Linked DNA regions of Ovis aries: region 2 is linked to region 1. A link is a contact called in public Hi-C data. All regions are on one chromosome and are shown on one strand. Each heading gives the region's core, a stretch centred on a gene start, on an enhancer-like site or on the middle of the called end of the contact. The rest is flanking DNA. Distances are from core to core; before and after follow the strand shown. Region 1 has its middle 42 kb from the start of SYNM. Region 2 holds the start of IGF1R (insulin like growth factor 1 receptor).

Region 1 (6,840 bases), core at 2,884-5,383:
GCATTGGCAGGCAGATTCTTTACCAATGAGCCACCTGGGAAGCCTGGCACCTAGGAAGTGCCCAATAGTGACTTGATACAGGAATGCACAGATTTCCTGGGCCAGGACTGAATCTGGCCTCATTTTCTTTCTCTCTGTGTGATTTGGGGCAAGTAACAGAAGAACTTCTTGAAGCCCCAGTTCGTTCTGTGAAAAAACATGAAGCTAATAACGTTGGCAGCCAGAGAACCAGGAGAGACAGTGGGCTTTCTGGAGAGACTTTCTCTTCGGGTGGGTTTTGCCTGCTCCCTGTTCTTGCGGTGGATACGACACTGAAGTATCCCTGGACCAATCCACACCCTGATTGACATCGAGGGCAATTTTGCTCCTCCGAATGGGGTCCAGAGTCTGTACCCCAGTGATGGGGACAGTGCAGGATGTGGAGTGGGGACAAGGCCCAGAAGGGGAGCATGGGGGGCAGGAAACCCCCCTCCTCAGGCAGAAGGTGAGAAGCCTGCCTACTTTCCATTCCCGTCCCTGGGTGCCCAGAAGCACCCTCAGGCCAGAACATATGGGCCTCAGCGGCCTCACCCGTGGCTCAGGACACATTCAGTAGCAGGAAAGCAGCACATTGGACTTATCCAGTGAACATAATCAAGTTTGACAGTTTGAGAAGTGACCAAAGGTCCGTGACATCTAATAATTTGCCAGTTTGCTCAGGCACCAGTTTGAATTACATCAGATTGGTGCAAGGGACAAATCATCACGCAGCTTGTGACCAACCTCGTCAACAGCCCGGCATCCACCCTGTGGATTGTAATGTTTTATTTATAGTTGTGTGTCTGGTGACTCTCATTAAGGGTCCGCAAGCATCTTTAGTGCAGCTAGTTCAATAGGACTTTACTGCATTTTTACATTAATTTATATATGATTATAAAAGTACATATGTACACATATAAACTTTTACATATATCTGTATATATTTGTACCATAATAGCATTTTATTATGCACTATATTGCTATTATTATATATTTTTAAAGCATTTTACTGCAGTAGGACACTGAGGATTTCTAACGATCTCCCAACATAAGTCTCTGTGACATTAAGGTTTTACTCTGTCTTTTAGAATCACCTAGCCTGACTTGAAACTGGAGGATCCTGTGTGCTCTTGGGTTCTCTGTGTAACCGGAAACAGTTCTAACTACCCTTCCCTTGTCTGGTTCACTTATGAGCGTCCTTTACGTCAGAAATGTTCACTATTAACATTTTTTCTCTATCATCTTTCTGATTGATGGTGCTACATAGGTAGGGTGGAGTGGACATCGATTGTTCCATCCTGTCAACATCCCTTACCTCTTTTAATAAACAGAACCATGATTTTTTTTAAGAACCCAAGTTTACTTGGGCCTGACTGATGAGGGCCAAAAAGAGTCAGTGAGAGAGCCAACATGAGAATAAGCCAACATGGAAAGAAACTAGAACTGAGAGATTGAGAAGGCCAAGTCCAGATAATATTATTGAACACCTGGATCGAGCCATGCCTGAAGCTGAACCTTTCCATTATCAGTTTCATAAGCCAATTATCTCTCTATTTTGCTTAAACTAGTTTGGGTTGGGTTTCTGTCTTTTGCAAAAACAGAGAATTCTGATCAGTACATAGATCTATCTCTAGCTTGGGCTTACAAGGGGCCCAAGAGGCTTTGGGAATTTAGGTAGAGGGCAATCAAGAGATCCAACAGTGGCTGCTGTCCACTGGAAAACCAATTATGATTTTTTCCTTCTCCCTAGGTTGTCCATAATCAAAAGGGCACACACTTCGGAGTCAGATAGATCCTGGTCCTGCCATATACTATCTGTGTGACTTTGGGGAACTTACTAAAGCCACCCGAACATACAATAATTTTATCTACATCTTAGGTTTTCCATGGGATTCAAGTGCATATGTAGAGAGCCTTGAAATAGTTTGTAGCAGACAGCTTACTCTCAGAAACACGTAGCTGATTATACTACTCACCAAACATCTATTGAGCCCTTTTCAGGTGCCAAGCCCTGGCTAAGGGTTTTATAGACATCATTTCATTTGACCCTCCCACACAACCCTGGGAGGTATGCCCTGTTCTGCTCCCCAAGTCCTACATATGAAGAATCATTAAATCTTCACACAGCTGAAGCATAGGAGTTAAGGAGCAGGGTCAAATCTGCATAGCTCTGTCCCCCACGTCCACTCTGGGTGGCTGGATGCCATTGCCCCTCCAAACAGGGCAACCCCTGAGATGACAGGGAGGTGAGCTCCACTTGCCACAAGGCATAGGCAGGGAGCAGAATCCAGGCAACCAAATGGAACCAATCAAGATATTGGAGAGGGTGAAGTGCAGAGCCAGGGCTCAGAGGACACCACACTCTGGTTTGCCAGCATTTCTGGGAAGGACAAGGCAACAGCCCTGACTGCCTGTTCTTCATCCTGAGAAGGACTCTGGTTGCCCAGATGGGGACCTGGACTCTGGAATGTCAGGGCAAATCCAGACAGTGCTGGTTCTCGTGGAATCTGGGAACCAATAAAACAATGACTGGAAAGCAATGATCTGAAAGATATTCTTGCTATAATTTTTCCACAGAAATATACTATGTAGCAAGCTAAGTAAATTCTTGGAAACCTGGAAACCCCCCAAAACTGGTAGAAGCAGCTTTTTTTTTTTTTATACAATGAGATAGAGAAAAACCACATTTCTTGGATTTAACTTTGTTCACACAAATTTTGTTTTGCTTTGTTTTTTTTTTTTAAAGAAAATCTGGCATTAGTTAATCTAAGTATGAAACTGTCATTCTTGAAACTCCTTAAAAAGTTGCCTATAATTGTGTGGCTTGAAAAATTAATTTCTTTCCAGATGATGAAACATGAAGCAGGTCTCCTAAGTGAAAATTATTGGCACACCCCCGACTCCCATCCTCAGAAGGCAGATGGAACAATGGGCAGAGGAGGGGAGCCTGTGGGACCTCAGCCAAACAAAAGGGCTGCCTGCAACTTGCCTAAAATAGAAAATAAAAGTTAGAACAGCTTCCCCCCTGGCGGGCCCCTCTTTGGAGCCCTCTGCGGAGTAGCAGGTACCTCACGGGATGGTGCACCCCCAAAGCAGTAAAAGCAGAAGCTCCAGCTCCCCACTTGGGTCTCCTTCCCAGCTGGGGGTGCAGGTTCACCCACCAGAGCCACCTACGCACGGTGATGGCTTTTACTTTTGTTCTGCTGAAGAAATTCAAATCATGTTAATCTTTCAGTTCTTTTTACAGAACTCTGGAGAATGATACATATTACAGGAGCTTTATTTGGAACGAGGCAAAGAATCTGCCTGCAATGCAGGGGACCTGGGTTCGATCCCTGGGTTGGGAAGTTCCCCTGGAGAAGGAAAAGGCTACCCCCTCCAGTATTCCTGCCTGGAGAATCCCTATGAACAGAGGAGCCTGGTGTACTACAGTCCATGGGGTCCCAAAGAGTCGGTCACGACCGAGCGATGAACACGTTCCGTTTCTTTCTGGAGAGGTGAAACGCCCTTCACTGTAGGGCGGCTCTGGCTCTGGAGTGGAGGACAAGGGTTCCAATCCCGGCTGTGCCATCTGCTGTGCCGTGACCCCCGCCTCTCAGAACCACGTGTACAGCGGAGAGATGAGTCCTGGCTTGCGGGTGTGGTGTGAGGGTCAGCAACTAGGGTCAGCGAGCGCGGGTTTCTCTGCCCAGCGCTTCCGGGCCTCGGCTTCCGCCCGGCTCAAAAGGCAGAGAATCTGCCTGCGATGAAGGAAGCCGGGTTCGATCCCTGGGTCGGGAAGTTCCTGTGGCGAAGGGCATGGCCACCCACGGCCGTGTTCTTGTGTGGAGAATCCCATGGACAGAGGAGCCTGGCGGGCCACAGCCCGCGGAGTCACAGAGTCAGACACCAGTGAGCGACTAACACACAGCGGCCAAGAGAAGGCGGTGGCCGGCTCCGCGCGCACAGCTCACCTGAGGGGCGGCCGTGGGGACCGAGGGGGCGCCTCACTGAGGCCCCGCAGCGGGCGGCCTCCCCACCGCGCGCCCCTCGTGCACTCGCCCCTCGTGCACTCCAGGGTTCCGCACCGCCGAGTCACACCCTGCGACCGCGGCCCGCTCCCCGGCACTGAGGGCGTGACGGTCGCCGCAAACAGGGGCTTTGTCTCCTTGTCGAGCCGGCCACCCCGTCACCGCAACCCGGTCATCCCCTCCCCGCAGTCACCCCCTCCCTCCCGTCACCTCCCCCTCCCTCCCGGTCACCTCCCCCTCCCCCTGGTCACCCCCCGTCACCGCCCCTCCCGGTCCCCACAGCCACCTCCCCGCCCCGCCCCCCCTAGTCACCGCCCCTCCCGCCCCTCGCCCCGCCCCTCGCCCCGCCCCTTCCCACCCCCCGTCATCCTCGCCCCGCCCCCGAAGCGCACACAAAAGGCCGCGGGCCGGGGCACCCGGAGCCGCGGGCTTGTTTACCGGGCGGCCCGGCGCGGCGCGGCGCCGCCACCTCCCGGCGGGAGCGGGCGCTGCTCCCGGGCGCGGGCCCAGGGCCGCGGGCCGATGACCCAACGCTGCAGGCATCTGGGGATAACCTTTCCCCTTTCTTTCCAAGACCAAATAAGGGGGCTCTTCCCTCTGCGCCGGGCCCGCGGCGGCTGGGCCGAGGGGCGTGGAGGGGCGGGGCCGCGGACGCGGCCGCCGGGCCGCCGAACACCGGCCGCATTGTTCCCGCGGCGGCGGCCCCTCCTCCCCGGGCGGGCGGGCTCGGCCCCGGGCCGGGCGGCGCGCTCCCTGCCCCGGGGGCGCGCGGAGCCGGGCCGGCGGGGAGGGGGCGCCCAGCCCCGCCGCAGCCGCGCCGAGCCGCTCCCCGCCCCAAGCGGCGGAGGGCAGGCGCCCCGGGCCCGCCCCCGCCGCGCTCCCCGCGGTCCCCCGCGCCCACCCCCGCCGCGCTCCCCGCGGACCCCCCGGCCGGCCCGCGGCGCTCGGAGCGGGCGGGCCCCTGCGCCGGCGGCGGGCGTAGACCGAGGGGAGCCGGGTCCGGCTGCCAGGCCTCGGAACCCTGGCATCGCCCCCGAGGGAGGGAGTCATTGGTGGCTGACAGTGTTTGGTAACCACAGAAACCAAGATTTGACCTATATTTTTGAATATGGCCTCAACCCTAGTTTTCCTTCTAGAAATCAAAGGGAGTCTGACCTGACTTGCTGTTAATTTTCCTCTTGCTTTGTATTCCAGAATGCCACCCAGAAGGCTGGGCGAGTCGGGAGACCTCACCGGCTGGTTTGCTGGTGACTCGTGAGGGTGACAGTGCTCCAGACCCAGAGGCAGGGACTGCCTCTCTCGCTGCCTCCTGCCAACACCAGGTCCCCCTGCGACGCTGGGGACGTTTCTGGAGGGCAATTGGGTGATGCTTATTAGCATTTTAATATGTTTACCGTTTAACTGTTTCATTCCTCTTATAAGTTTTATCCTAAGTAGGTAGTGGGGTAGCTCAGCTGATAAAGAATCCGCCTGCAGTTCGGGAGACCTGGGTTTGATCCCTGGGGTGGGAAGATTCCCTGGAGAAGGGAATGGCTACCCACTCCAGGGTTCTGGCCTGGAGAATTCCATGGACTGTATAGTCCATGGGGTTTCAAAGAGTCGGACATGATGAGTGACTTTCACTTTCTAAGTTTTATCCTAAGTAGGTAATGGTGGGGAGGGGCTTCCTCGGTGGCTCAGAATGTAAAGACTCCTCCTACAATGAAGGAGACCTGGGTTCGATCCCTGGATTGGGACGGTCCCCTGGTCTGGAGAATCCCCATGGACAGAGGAACCTGGCAGGCCATGGGGTTGCAAAGAGTCAGACAGGACTGAGAACCTGGCAGGCCATGGGGTTGCAAAGAGTCAGACAGGACTGAGTGATTAAGCAGGGCAGCACAGGTGATGGCGGTCACAACCCCACCATGTGATGGCAACAACAGTTGGTTCTAACTGAGCATCTACTATGTGCTGGAAACTGTTACAAAGTTTGACAAATACCTACTCATGACACTTCCCTGCAGTGGGTATTCTTAATACCCCTGTTTTATAGAAAGGGAACCTGCAGTCAGAGGTCAGTTTTCCTCTCAAGAACAGCCAGCTGGTCAGTGGCAGAGCCAAGATGTGTGCTTGGACTATGGGGCTCCTGACTCCCTGCCCTTGCCCGAAACACTGAATGTTTATCAATGGGGATTTGATTAATTTAGAGTACATCCATATAAGGGAATACTCTCCAGCCACTTAAATATGATGCAGATTGGGACTAATTGGCATGGAAAAACGTCCATGACATATTGTTGAGTGAAAACAGCTGGTTGCACAACAGCACGCAGAGCAGGGTTGTGCAGCTGGGCTGAAGGGCGTTGGTGGCACTGCTCCGTGTGGTCACCTGGGGCTAGTGGGGCTGCAGGTGGCTCCCTTCACAGGTTATGTCCTCTGTATGTTGCTGAACCCTTTCTGGAAATGAATGTATGGGATTTTCCAGTAGAAAACTATTTGACTTTTGGAAAAAAAAAAGAAATGGATAAAGGAAATAACATTCTTCACACACACACACAGAGGTGGCCATGGTGGAGGCTCTGCTCAAACCCCACTTTCTCCAGAAAGCCTCCCCTGATCCCCAGAATTGGAAGTTACAACTCCCCATACTCCTTACAAGTGAGAACTTGTGTCCAGACAGATATTCAGCCTCGTGAGCACATACCAATGTCACCAGCTAAACCGTGAATTCCAGAAGGGGCGGTACAGATTGTTCAGCTTTGTCAGTATATCCCATAGTTTCTTTGCAGCACTTTACCCATTGTGGAGTTCGAATATTTATCAATAGATTAGT
Region 2 (6,840 bases), core at 1,479-3,978, 130 kb before region 1:
AACACCATCTGTGAGCCTTAGAAGGGTGCCGAGAGCCTTTCGCCCAATCCAGCGTGCGGAAACTTCAGAAACAAAGAGCAAGAGAGCTCAGATTTGTGGAGGGTCCGGACTCAAGGCGAGTCTTACTCCACGCAGTAAACACGCTAATCCTGTAAAAATCTACTCCGTCGTGAACGCATTTCTTACAAAACGTTTAAGAAGGGTTTGTTTATACGAACAGTTTTTTCCGAATTGCACCTAAGACGCGGCCAGGCAGCCCCCGCTGCCTCCTGACTCTCCCCCTCACTCCGCAAGGCGCAGTCGTGATTTTTCAAAGTTAATTGGCACCACCTGCATACACTCGGCAAATATTACTCACCAACACGCCCTCGCCGTTCCCAGCCCCAGTTCTGTGCCTGCATTTAAACTTTATAGTCGTGCTCAAGATACCCTGCCGTCGCGAATGGACCAGCAGAGCCTCCCTTTACCGTTTGGAGAAGAAATGGAAACCCCTCCTCTCCCCGCTCCACATACCTCGGGGCCCTAAGTTCTCTCTCCCTCCCTCCCTGCCCGTCCCTACCCCTAGCCGACACCACCAAAACAAAAGCTATCAGATTGCAAGCGGCAGCGCGTGGAGCGATATTGCTTATTAACTCTCTGCAGAGGAAGCGCGGGCGGGGGGTGGGGGGCGCGCAACACAACTCGGGACACGAAGCCCAGGCCTGGGCCGCACGCCCACCGCCGCGGGGCTCCGCGCGACCGAAACCGCGACGCGGGCCACCTCTCCCCGGGGCACGGTGTCCCTGGGAGGCCGTGTGGCTGCGAGCACGTGTGTGAAAATGCACGTCGGCTCCGACCACACACCCACTCCCGCACAGTCGGAGGCCGCCCTCCCAACCCTAGCCCCGCCGGGACGAAAAGAGCGTCCACGGGCCGCTATAAAACGGGGAGAAGGGGCCCCCAAACCCTCTGAACTCGGGGTCTGGACGCGCTGTCCGGAACAGCCCGACTGACGACGAGCTCCCGACTTCGCCTTTTTCCAGGGGCTCCAGGGGCTGCACCGTGGGGTGCGAGATCTAAGTGGGAACGCTCCCCGCCCCTCCAGCCGCACTGAGAAGCCCCGGGAGGCCGGGAGGGCTGGCGACCCGCCGCGGATCCGGCGAAAGCGACAGGGAACCCAAAGAGCCCCAGGGGCCAAGCGCGGCGAGCGACAGGAGGTCGCGCTGGAAGGAAACCTATTCCGGGGCCGCGGGGCCTCCCCGCCGGGCACCTCCCACTGGGCACCTTGCAGCCCCGGGACCGGCGGGCTGCCCGCTCCCCCCCCCGCCCCGGGCACCGAACCTGCCCCAGCCGCCAGGGCGCCGCGCGAGCTGTCACCGCCGCCCGCGCGCCGCGTGTCGGGAGGCCCCGCGCCGGGAGGGGCGCGCGGTGCGGGCGGCCGGGCGCGAACTTCCCCGCTGGCGCCCCGGGGCCTGGCCCCGCCGCGGGCCACCGAGTAGGGAGCGCAGCCCAGACAGCCGGGCCGCGGGGCAGGGCTCTCGGGACGGCGGAAGGGAGAGCCCCCGAGGCCCTTCCCGCGCGGGGATGCGCCGAGCCCGGGGCCGCGCGGGCCTCCGAACCAACGACCCGGGCCCCGGGGCGCTCCCCCGTCGGCCTCGCGGCCGAGCCCCGCGGCGCCCCGCCCCGCGGCCCCGGGGCCCGGGAGCCCGACAGCTGCGACGGCGGCAACTCGGGTTTCGCGAACAGGGCGCAGCCCCTCGGAGGAAAAGTTCCCGCAGTGGCCGCGGGCGGCGGGCACATACTCACTTTCTCCACTCGTGGGCCAGAGCGAGAGCGCGGCGGCGAAAAACAGGAGTCCCCACAGCGAGGTCGGGGACCCTCCTCCGGAGCTAGACTTCATTCCTTTTATTTGGGACGAAATTCCCCTTTCTCAAAAAAAAAAGGGGGGGGTGGAGGAGGAAAAGAAAAAGTCTCCGAGTCTTGGTCTCCCGCCCACCTCCAAAAGCAAGGGCGAAGGCGACACCACTCCCCGAGGCGGCGCCGGCCGGGGGTCCGCGGGGAGGCGCGGACGGGGCGGGCGGTGGCGGCGGGCGGCCCTCAGCGCCGGCAGCCGCGGCCCAGCGCTCGGCCGAGTCGGGAACCCGGGGCGCGCCGGGGCGGGCTGTCTGCGTCGTCGGCCTCCATTTTCAAACCCAGAGAGGCAGGAGGGAGGAAAAACTGCGAAGAGAAGGGGGCCAAGCCCGGATCCGTCTTGGCGAAGCCAAACCAACCCGACCCCAGACAGAGGGGGAGGCGGCCCGACGCCCGAGCCTCCGCGGCGGGAGGGCGCGACGCAGTTCGCAAGACTGCCCCGGAGCCCGGGTCGCGGGGGAGGCCGGCCGGGGGCAGAAATGCGGAGGAAAAATGAATGAGCCGCTCCCCTCCTCCTGCTGCTGCTCCTCCTCCGCCGGGCTCCGCTCGCCGCCGCCGCCGCCGCCGCGAGCTCCTTCCCAAATCCAGGACACACACAAAGCGGCGGGCCGGCCGCGCTCAGCGCTCCCGCCGCCCGCCCCGCGCCGGCCCCCGCCCGCCGCCGGCTCGGCGCGGGGGCTCCGGCTCGCTGAAGGTCAGAGCCGCGGCGCGCCGCGGAGCTCCCCTCGCGCGGGAGGGGCGTGGAGGGCCCGGGGGTCTGCAAGCTCCAGGCACGGGCGCGCCGGGGCCAGGCTCCCCGGTGGCGTCCCTCTCCCTCGCCCGCCGCTCGAGTTCGCCTGGTGCGCTCGCTCCTCCTCGGGTTTTTTTTTTTTTTCCCTCCCCCCCCTTTTTTTTTTTTTCCGCTCAGCGGAGTTAATGCTGGTAAACAAGAGCCTCAGCCCCGCCGCGCCGCTGCCGCCGCCGCTGCCACACACTGGGGCCCGACGCGCGCGTGCGCTCGGGGCCGCGCACACACACTCACACGCGCGCGCGCGCACTGGAGCGGCCACAGCCGCAGCCCCGGCGCGCGGAGGGCCGGGCCCCGGCCGGCGCGCGCCAAGAGCTGGAGCCCAGGAACGCAGGGACGTGCGGAGCGGAGCCCCGGCGCGGGCGGCTAGGCGGCAAGGCGCCGCCCCCGCGCCCCGCCCGCGCGCACCGGCTCCCGCGCGCGCGCGCCCCTGCGCTCACCCCCACCGCACTGCGCCGGCCAGCCTGCACGCGCGCGCCCCTCCCGCAAGACTCCAAAAACAATGCCCCCGGCGCCGGGCCCTGCCCGGCAGAGGAGCGGGCTGGGGAGCGGGGGAGGGGCTGGGCCGGGCTGGGCGGGGAGCGCGAGGCCCGAGAGGTTCATTGAAAACAACAACAGCGCGGCTGGAGCGCGCGTTGCCCCGGTTCTTGAAAAGCTTCATTGTGTCTTGCAGCTGTTGCAAAATAAATAAATAAGTGCGTGCATGCGGCATTTTTTCGCAGCCGGCTGGAAAGCTCGAATATGGCGGGAGGGGCATACCTGGGAGAAAGGAGACGCCCCCCCCACACACCCCAAACCAGGCTACTAAGCGGGCACTTTGGCGCAAGGCCGGGACGGCCGCGGCGTCGCCCCAGGGGAGCCCACAGTCCCGGGACTCGCGGGCAGCCAGGGAGAAGGGCGCGGCTCGGGCCCCGGAGCCCGGGGAGACTGCCCGCGGGGGCCCGGAGCGGGCGTAGGGGGGCCCAGACGGGCCGCCCCGCGCGCCCTGGGCGCGTCCCCGCCGCAGCCGCCAGGGGGCGCGGCGGGCGCGGGGAGGGCCGGCCCGCCGAGTGTCCCCTCCCTCCGGGAGAGGAAATCTGGGGGCCCGGGCCGGGGGCCGGCCGAGCTGGGTTGCGCGGGCCCGGCACCGGAGACCCGCGGCGGGTCCGGGGAGCGGCTCGCTGACTCGCTTCTCTCCCGGCCCCACCACGTGGGCGGCTGCGGGCGGCGGCCAGGGCGCGTGCTCGGTGCGGGGCTGCGGGGGCCCCCGGAGGCCAAGGGGGCGTGCCGGGGGGGCCCCCGGAGGATGCGCTCGCGGCCTGGGGCCGAAGTCTCCCGGCCGGGCTCTCGCCGCGACGCGCCGCGCCCGGATCGCCGAGCCGCCACTGCGGGAGCCCACCCGCACCTGCTCGCGTCCTTCCGGGCGCGTCTCTCTTCCCTCCTTCGCTGCGTACAGGACTGGAAACCAGCGCCCGCCCGGTCTCCTCCGTGGTTTTCTTGAAGGTGCCCGAGGAGGGGTTTCCCCAAAGAGAGCCTGCCCCTGGACTGCCATCTAATGAATAAATGCTGCGGGAACCAGGTCCTAAAAGCGGGAAACAGCCCAGCGAGGTCTAGAGAGAGGAGTTTGAAATACGTGGACTTTTAAACATAGTGATTGGACCACGTGTCGCCTTTAATGTGGTCCGGCTTCGTGACTCAGGCTAATTGATGTCAACAGTAAATAAAAAGGAGATGGCTAACAAGAGTTGTGGATGTCGAGATGTAGAAGTGTTTGTCTCATAAATACTCAAGCTGTCTGGTAAGATCGGATCTGTTCTAAAGGAAAGTAGGTTTCCTTTTTTACTCTAATTGTAAAAGATTTCCACGTTACATTATGCATCCCATCGTTCGTAAATAATTTTTTAAATTCAGAGCTGAAAACAAATCAAAAGCTATTATAATGGAAACCTAGCCCTTTCCCCCCTATATTTATTCCCTACATCATTTGCCTCTTGGAAATTTTTAGCTCAATTCAGTGAGTCAGTTGGATAGAAGGAAATAAATCTTTTCTTACTTAAGTCATTCATATGGGATTGTTTTGTTTAACTGAAATTCAGCTTAATTTTAAAATGTTCCAGTTTTAGATATTCCTGGACATTAACAAAGAAAGAAGGAAATTAGAATCTTTAAAAAGAAATTGAAACTTAGCACGTATCATTTTAAAAGTAGGCACTGCCATATGAATAATTAAAATTTGATCTACTTATATTTTTAAATTTTATTTTAAAATATTTCTCCAGACAATACCGTACATGAAGTTGGTCTTGATGCCTACAGATCCATTTTGCAATTAAATGTAAAGGAATATCAATATCTTGTCTTCATTATATTTAGTATTCAGGATTTTACAATACATCTAAATTGAGACAAAAGTTTAGAGTTGAGTTTTTAAAGGAGTGATGCTAATATAAAATCTTTAAATACTACACAATATAGTTTTAGTATTAGTAAATTCATTCATTTGTCCCTGAGAACATAAGAGGTATATGGAATAAAGAGGAATGCATACAGTTACTTAAATTGTAGGATTTTTTTTTAAGAAAATGACTTTTCCTCTGTGATTTTTTAAAATGCTGTTTTATCCTAAAGTACTAAGATGTCAATAAGATTAAATTATTTTAGATAGTTAAGTTAGATTTTTAATTATATGCCTTAATATTTAGACAAAGAGAATGAAAATTTAGATTGCCTTTCAGCTCTACCTTGATTACACATAAAAGGTGATTTGTATTTTCTTCAATTATTACATTCTACATACCAAAGTCAAACTTATTTTTTCAACCTTGGAAATAAAACCACATAGTAAAACATTAATTGGAGTCTTTACACCTACACTGCCAATGTGTGGCACGTTTTGTTTTATGCAGTTTTCCTCAGGTATCCTATAAATTTCCCTTATTTTGGAACTGGAGCTGGTTGCTCATTTTCACTTTGTAAAAACTGTTTACTTGAAAAGAGTTATATCTCAAATTACTGGGCTAAATGTACCAGGTTCCCCGCCTCCCCCTGCCACCCCCACCCCACCCCCGCTCAGTGTAATATATATGGAGTGAAAAATATGAGAAACACTACAAATGGCAGTTGACAGGTAATACAACGCATTGTGATATATTCCCAGAAAGGAATGTCATTCAACAGTAGATGAATGAACTATAGCCACATGCAACCAGCAGATCTTTGAAACACAACGTCAGGTGAAGAAATGCGAGTTCCGAAAGACTGTACACATACTCCCATCTTGGCAAAGCTCTTAAAAGCAGGGAAAACAAGAGGCAAATTTTAAAGCAAAATATTTAACTACAGGCTATAATATCTTTGTTTTGCTTTGGTTTTGTCTTAGCAAGGGGATTCATGAAGAGCACAAAACCCAAGATCTTGGTTACTTCTGGGAGAAGTGGAGCAAATGGCTAAGCACATGCAGTGTTCCTGGAAACACTTTCATCCTCGGATGGGGTGGTAGACTTACAGATTTTCCATCTTGTAATTATGCTTATAACTAACACATATGTTACACATATTTCTGTATGTATAAAATATTAAAGAAAATAAGAAAAAAATTATGGGAGAGGTTCATGAAAGATCATCCCAGGTGTCCAGTAGGATTCTTCCAGATTCCAAGCTGTTTGTATAAACAAATCAGAAGCATTAAAGAATCACTAAAATTGTATAGTTAATCAAGGTCTTATTCTTAAGGATATATTTCAAAGAATAACTACCCATATCCTATCAATGAAATTCAAGACAAAACAAATCATGAAACAAAAAATGTCAGAAAATTGACTTTGTAAGTAATCAGGTTCATTAATTGAGTGCATTATGTAAACTGTTTGGCAGTTTCCTGTGAGGTTAAATAAACACCTAACTCATGATCCCTAGCTATTTAACCAAAAGAAATGAAAATATATCCACAAAGAGACGTATATGGGAATGTTGATAGTTGCTTTGCTCCTAATAGCGAAACACTGGAAACGACCCAAATGTACCTCAAAAGGGAAGAGCGCAAACAAATTGTGATCTATCCATTCAACGCAATACTGGATACCAATAAAAAAGAAAGACCTACAAATGCATACAAAAGTATAGATGAGCCTCAAAAGCATGGTAGCGAACGCATCCATCAAAAACAAGTCAAACTGTACACTTAA

What was found. A called contact is a pair of places that touch in the nucleus more often than the background predicts.
Region 2: a contact with region 1 is called in a Hi-C map of muscle, with 5 times the contacts expected there. The contact joins the promoter of IGF1R here to the enhancer-like site in region 1. A contact is called at or near these places in 15 of 16 Hi-C or Micro-C datasets (blood, hypothalamus, liver and 7 more).

The regions. Positions count from the first base shown.
Region 1 is chr18:7,068,139-7,074,978 of ARS-UI_Ramb_v3.0, reverse strand. No RefSeq gene overlaps it. Among named protein-coding and RNA genes, the nearest start is that of SYNM, 42 kb to the right of the region's middle. Within about 2 kb of position 4,133, at least 23 of the 54 cell types and tissues checked have an H3K27ac peak or open chromatin away from gene starts, as enhancers often do. A contact at or near this core is called in hypothalamus and liver, where this site is marked.
Region 2 is chr18:7,195,093-7,201,932 of ARS-UI_Ramb_v3.0, reverse strand. It overlaps IGF1R (insulin like growth factor 1 receptor), which reads right to left and starts at 2,728. Exons shown (of 21, transcript XM_027957015.2): 1 at 1,786-2,728. The coding sequence starts at 1,879.